2 separate regions of the Mus musculus genome follow, and region 1 is linked to region 2. Evidence: chromatin contacts called from public promoter capture Hi-C data. All regions are on one chromosome and are shown on one strand. Each heading gives the region's core, a stretch centred on a gene start, on an enhancer-like site or on the middle of the called end of the contact. The rest is flanking DNA. Distances are from core to core; before and after follow the strand shown.

Region 1 (3,232 bases), core at 194-2,693, 36 kb before region 2:
TGGATGAGACATGAAGACAATACAGCATTCAGAGGCTATTATTATCTAACTAGGTTCCTCACATCTTTTGTGGCAAGCACTGAAGCAAAGGCAGCTTTTTTTTCCACAGAAGTTACTTCTGTGGTTTTGTCTTCTCTAAGACAAAGGATCTTTGTACACTCACCAAGAATAAAGTATCTACTTTTTACCTACCATGTTACAAAACCTTACTATTCCTCAACCATACTCTTTTGTCTTCTCTCTTACTCGCCCGATTCTATGAATGCCAGACTGACCAGAACTCAGTGATCCTCCAGCCTCAGCATCCCTAGCGCTACACTTTCATGTGTGCATCTCCATGGCTGGTTCCTTTATGGGGGCGGAGGAGCACCCACGTGCCACACTTTGCTCTGCAAAGACCTTACAACTTGTAGGAGTTGATCCCTCCCTCCACCCTTTTTATCTAGCTTGGATCTTTAGGCTAGGCAGCAAACGTATTTAACCAAAGGAAGAAAATCTCACCCACTCTGTCTTTATCTGGATTGAACGCCAGACCAAGGGCAGAAAAGTGGACCTATCGGTCAGGCTAATCAGCAGACTAGCTGTGGTCTATCCCGAAAGCGAGTCAGCCAAGGAACCACACTGCCTAGGCCAGAACGAACAGGAAGTTTTCTTAAATGCATCTTAAGTCAGTTCACGGCCGGCTAGTAGCCACCCAGGAAACCTGTAGCTCTTGCCTAATTGCGTCGAGGTCTCCTGAGGGCTTCCCAATTATCCAACGGGACTGCTGCAATTTCCTCTACTCTTAGTACCTAACCGACACTCACAGGTCAGGAATATTCCACAGCAGAGATGGGCTGGACCACTCCCGCCCAGTGACGCTCGATTGCGGTCCAGGAGCTACAGCCCCAGCAGGATCTACTAGGGTGTGGCGCTCTGCCTCTTGGGCATCCTTATTTCTGGCCCTTCCATTCTGAGAAAGGATTTAATGAGCATCGGGGGTTTAAGTTGCTCTCCCTCCCTCTGAAACCTTCCACTTAACTACACAGAAAGTACTTTTCTATTCTCCACGGCCGCGATCATCCGTGGTCTGCATTTGCTGTTGTCTGCTTGGGAACCCGGTTACATTGCAACCCTGAAACTCGGTGATCACTGGTGGGGCTCACACCTCCACCCTCCAAGAGCCTGCGTCCTTCCACGAGGCTGACCCGAGTGCTCCCCGGATAGCGGCTCCCGCCCAGGCTAGTGGGTGCACGTGCCCACCGGGTCCCCAAGCGAAGCTAGTAGGAGAGCTGACCCCGGTGGAGACAAGGACCATACCTGGCAGTAGGATCGCTGCAAAGCAAGGAAAGAGGGTGCCGTGGACACCGAGGAGAGCCTTAAGGACAGACGCGAGCGCGACCCTGTACCGGAGCAGCACTAAGCGCCTCCCACTCTGTCTTCCTTTCCTGCTCGTTAAGCCCCGCCCAGTTCTCCCCTTTCGGGCCCGCCCTCCCTCCGCGCCGCCTCCCCATTGGCTCAGCGTGCCATCACTCCAATAGAAGAGCGTGACCGAGGCGGCCGCTCGGCCTGCCCAGACTAGGGGCGAGGGCACGGGGGCGGGGGTTGTCCTGCCTTTCTGGGCCTAGCCTGCTTGGGGCATAGCTGGAATGCCTGGCGAGCCTCCGGCTGGGAACCTGGGGCCCGGCCGAGGGTCTACGGAGCCCGGATGCGGGGCGGGGCGGGGCTGGGCTGCGCGGCGGGCATGAGGGCTTGAGCCCGCCGCACGTACTCCGAGTCTCACACGCACTCGGCGTGGCTGCGGCGCCACACGTCCGGCCCACGACCTTGCTGATGACCTTCGCGGCTCGGCCCTCCAGCCGGCCAACCCCCCACCGGGAGGTTCTGGAGCCCCCGGCGGTGTGGAAACGTTGATGCGCGGCCAGAGGGCCTCACTCCCGCGTGGAATTGGGTGGGGGTGGGGGGGATGAGGGGGAAATGCATGGATACTGCGCCTGCGCACTGAGCGCCCTCGCCGCTGGTCCTGGCTCTCTGGTGCCATCTGCCAAGGTGACCCCGTCCTTTTGTCCTTGCTGTAGTGAGTCTCAGGCCGAGGTAGCCAAGGGAAAGTGACCTTTCCCTTAATATTACCTAATCATTTGTTACTGTGTGGAGGGTACCGAATCCTACTGTCCAGCTCACGCTAATAAGGCAGTACCTTTGTGCTACACCCACCCAGCCACTCCACCCTACTTTAGAACTTTCCTTACTTCTCTGGTGTACTAGCTCAGTGTGGATTTATTCTTCATCCATGTTAATGTTCCTTTGTTTAAAGATCTAATACTTCTTTCCCCTGCTTGTGGCCTCGATGTTCTTGACCTACCAGTTCTTGAGACTCATACTCAAGTCGTCCCGACGCATTTCTCAAAAGTCTAGACTAGTAATATTCCACAATGATGTGACAAACGTCCGGAAGCGCAGGGTGGAGCCATTTCACCCTTCTGATGAAGAAAATAAAGCTGGTGTTTAACCACAGCTGTGGGTAGGCAGAGGCAGGCGGATTTCTGAGTTCAAGGCCTGCCTGGTCTACATAGTGAATTCTAATTCAGATGGGGCATAGTGATGAGACCTTGTCAAAAAAAAAAAAAAAAGAAAGAGAAAGAAAGAAAGAAAGAAAGAAAGAAAGAAAGAAAAGAAAAGAAAAGAGAAAAAGAAAGAAATGAAGAAAAGAGAAAAAATAAAAGTGATGATAGCTAGCCAGTCAGTGCTAATGTGAGCCTTTAATCTACAGAGCTAGTTCCTGAACAGATAAGTTACAAGGAGAAACCCTGTCCAAAAAAAACCAAACAAACAAACCCAAAACCAAACAATATTTTAAAATAAGACAGACAAACAAAACCCTATCTTGGAACCCACGAGATGGCTCAGGGGCAAAGGCACCTGCAGTCAGTCACACCTGATCAAGCTGTCCTCTGACCTCCATCCCCAACCACAATGTGTAATACTAATCAAAAGAAAAAAAGTAGCCATCAAATCGAGACAAACTTGAGCTGCCTAGGGACCCGATCTCATCTCAAACACTACAGAAATCGGCTTTCAACTCCTGCCGTGCACACACTTCACTATAGAACTGAAGGGAACACATCACTTTCTGTTGTATTTTCTCCCACGTTTCTCTTGGGTTGTGAGTCTGGGAGTTAACGTCCTATGTTTCTATCTTTTCTCTGTTGTCTTTCATAAAGAGACTGCATTGTGTTCTTAACTGGTTATTATA
Region 2 (3,577 bases), core at 454-2,953:
GCCAGCCACCATGCTTCAAGGCTGCTCTGAGGACATAAAGCTACTGCTGAATTCCTTGTGTGTGTGTGTGTGTGTGTGTGTGTGTGTGTGTGTGTGCTGTCTCAAACTCCTATTGGAAACTGAGGGGGAAACTGAGGCACAGAGTAGTTGGGTACCTGGTTCCTTTGCGAATCTTTGGGCTCTTGAGCTTCACGGGTTTAGGATTTCAGTGGGGTCTTCACAGTAATGGATGTTCCCTGATGAAATAAATGGCTGCAGGGAGCCCTCTGAAATATGAGCAATCCACCTCCTCACATACACTTGCTACAGCGACACGCTACCACTTTGCTATCCCAGAGAGCAGATCGATTCTCTGCCAGAGCAGATCAGTTCTTTGCATCTGGCCAGCTCCCTCCAGGAGCCCCACCTGCCTACACCTTTGCGTCTCTGAAGGACATGGGATACGCTGGCTAATCAGGCAGGCATAATACCAATTTCTCTTTCATTATCTACATAGATGCACAAGGATCAGGCAACTTTTGGACTCAGCCTTGGTGTTCCCAAGTGCACTGTAGCTGTCAGAACAAATCCCCAGGAACATAGGAGCACCCACACCTCCTCTACCTCAGTGTCTCCAAGGCATGTGTACAGATGTAGCTCAAAAGCCCAGCTCCATGTTGGCAAGATGGCTCAGCAGGCAAGAGCACTGACTGCTCTTCTGAAGGTCCTGAGTTCAAATCCCAGCAACCACATGGTGGCTCACTACCACCGATAATGAGATCTTACACTCTCTTCTGGTATGTCTGAAGTCAGCTATAGTGTACTTATTTATAATAATAAATAAATCTTTGGGCTGGATCGAGCAGAGACTAAGCAAGTGGGGCCGACCAGAGCTAGCAGAGGTCCTAAAATTCCCAACAACCACATGAAGGTTCACAACAGTCTGTGCAACTACAGTGTACTCACATACATAAAATAAATAAATTTTTGAAAGAAAGAAAGAAAGGAAGAAAGAAAGAAAGAAAGAAAGAAAGAAAGAAAGAAAGGAAGGAAGGAAGGAAGCAGGCTGAGGGCTGGAGAGATGGCTCAGAAGTTAAGAGCACTGGCTGCTCTTCAAAAAAAGAGAAAAGCCTGGCTCCAAGGTCAAGGGCTGGATAAACCTATCTCTGCCTCTAACTGGGCTCCTCCTGTTCTTGCCTAAAGCTAGGATATAAGACTATCTTCCCAGTTGCCTAGCTGGCCAGGGAATGGGGGTCAACCCTTGAGCCATCAGGGATGTTCTTATGTCCACTCTGGGACAGGCAGGAAATACCAACTGGAATCTGGCATGGTTTTCAGACCCTGGTGACTTCACTCAGCAGCCAGGAGAAAGGGCAGAGGACATAAGGCCACTGTCCTGGAAGCCCCTGCTTCCGGGTGCGCTGTGCCTCGGGCTCTTCTCAATCCCTCCAGCTCGCTCATCATCCAAGGTCCACAATGGCTGCACTGTGTGGCCACTGAACTGAGTTCCCAAAGATGTTGAACAACCAGACATGGGCTAATTGGCTATGGTAATGCCCTGGGAGGAGGTGAGGCACGTGCACAGGCACCAAGTCAGAAGGGCCATTGTGGGGAGGGTGTTATTGCTCAGTGGGCGCAGCAAGGGCGGATCAGCCAGCTGGACCTGGTAAATTGTTATTTACAGTTTCTGGGCATTTAAAAGAAGTGCAGCCCAGAACCTGTCCTGCATTCAGGGCTACAGCATCTGCCATGAGGGCCCTGGTGAGCGTGGTGTCCCTGTTCTTCCTGGGCATCCAGGCCCACAGTGATTGGAGCTATTCAGGTAAGCCAACACCTGGCACTTCAGGACAGAGTGACAAAGCAGCCCTCTGCACTGCATGTGGGTCCTCTGTCGGGGTCCACCTGCTCCTTGTGGGTTCACATGTGTTTTGCTATCTCTGAATGAACAACAAATAGACTTAAAACCCCAATGAGTGAGAAGAGGAGACAGGGTTTCCCTGCCTCTGCCTGGCTTTACTTGGCAGCTTTAAAATCTTTCCCCATCCAGGACTGGCTTCTTTGAGAACCCACTTCTCACTGTGAGGTTGTTATTGGTATCAGAATATGTGACAAAATGGCTTCTAGAAAGGACAACCAAGGCCTCATAGAGACTACTAAATCACAGACCGCTTCCTCCTCAGGAATGTGCCTGCTCACAACTCATCCAGGATACCTTGCCTCTGCCAGAGCTCACTGACCTGACCTTCAGATGCTCAGTCAGACTCCTCAAGGAGAATCTTCCCACTTGTAGCTTCCTAGAACTGGGTTGGGGGTCATAGTGCCTGGAGAGGCTGTAGGCTGCTGGATGGTGCAGGAGGCCAGAGGGACATAGGACCAACTCCCTCTCACACAGGACACACATCCAGAGCAGACTATAAGTCCTAGATGAAGGTGACAGTCAGGGACATTGTGGAGGCTCAGATAATCCCGTTCAGAGGGCAGTTCCGTACGTTACCTGTTGGGAGATGGAACGCACGCCTGCCTGGGAGCATGGTGGCTTTTCAGTGTCTTCAGACCGGCAGAGCTTCAGGGGTGACATGAGATGGAGGATTCGTATGGCAAATCCCCATCTTCCTTATGGTTTCGTAGATTCCCATACTGAAGGTCTCCCTCTCACGGCCCCCCAGTGGGCCTGGAGAACAGGGTAACTTTTGTGAATGCCTGAGGTTCTCTGTCTCTTTTCCCCTAGCACTAGGGTTGGAGACCGGCCTTGTATGTGCTACGGAAGCTCTACAGTTGAGCTATGCACCTGGCTCCTTCCCACTAGCCTTGAGACCCAGACCCAAAGCGCTGGATCAAGGGAGGGGCTGTGCTCGAAACTTGGTTTGAATTATTGAGCAGTGGGGAGAAAATAATTAACTTTTTTGTTGACTGCAAACCAAGAGGCCCCAACCCGAGCACCGTGACTAGAACAAGCTGTGTGCTCATTCAAAGCTACCCTGCAAGGATCCACAACTAAAAAGCGCTGAACGGAGCTGCGCATGGTGACTCTCTAATCCCATACTCAGGGAACAGGGGCAGCCAGACCTCTTGTGAGTTCAAGGCCAGCCTGCTTTACATATTGAGTTTAAGGACAGCCAGGGTTACACAGATAGACCGTGTCTCAAAAACCAAAAGTAAACCAAAACAAATAGCTCAACAAACCCCCTCATTGGTGAGGGTCTCTGTCATCTGCAGTGACTGGCCACCATTACCCTGGCTTTGGGATTATTAACTATCTCCTAGAAGATAAATTTGACACCCTTCCTTTCCTTCCTAACTCTCTCCCTCCATCTTTTCTTTCTTTTCTTCTTTTTTGTTTTTGGAGATACCATTTCTCTGTGTAGACCTGGCTGTCCTAGAACTCACTCTGTAGACCAGGCTGGCCTCAAACTCAGAGACCAGCCTGCCCCTGCTTCCTGAGTGTTGGGACTAAAGGCGTGCGCCACCACCTCCAGGTTGTTCTTTTTATTTTAAAACAGTATCTCACTATGTTGCCCAGGCTGGCCTTGAACCTCTGGCTCAGTTACACCTGTGCAACACCCAAAAGACAGGAGGATTGCCATAAGTTTAAGGCCAG

The links. Capture Hi-C pulls out chosen DNA fragments and counts their contacts.
Region 1: a contact with region 2 is called in a promoter capture Hi-C map of adipose tissue. The contact joins the promoter of Eno1 here to the promoter of Car6 in region 2. A contact is called at or near these places in 15 of 39 promoter capture datasets (3T3-L1-derived adipocytes, the C10 cell line, the HPC-7 cell line and 10 more), 2 of 15 datasets of contacts at CTCF or cohesin (embryonic stem cells and large pre-B cells), 88 of 484 Hi-C or Micro-C datasets (the AML12 cell line, the AtT-20 cell line, B cells and 67 more), 30 of 115 datasets of contacts at active chromatin or transcription factors (the 230-238 cell line, DN3 thymocytes, the HPC-7 cell line and 19 more) and 4 of 9 other capture datasets (adipose tissue, liver, macrophages and 1 more).

Annotation. Positions count from the first base shown.
Region 1 is chr4:150,235,408-150,238,639 of GRCm38.p6, reverse strand. It overlaps Eno1 (enolase 1, alpha non-neuron), which reads right to left and starts at 1,443. Exons shown (of 12, transcript NM_023119.2): 1 at 1,300-1,443.
Region 2 is chr4:150,199,261-150,202,837 of GRCm38.p6, reverse strand. Car6 (carbonic anhydrase 6) reads left to right here and starts at 1,703. Exons shown (of 8, transcript NM_009802.2): 1 at 1,703-1,801. The coding sequence starts at 1,729.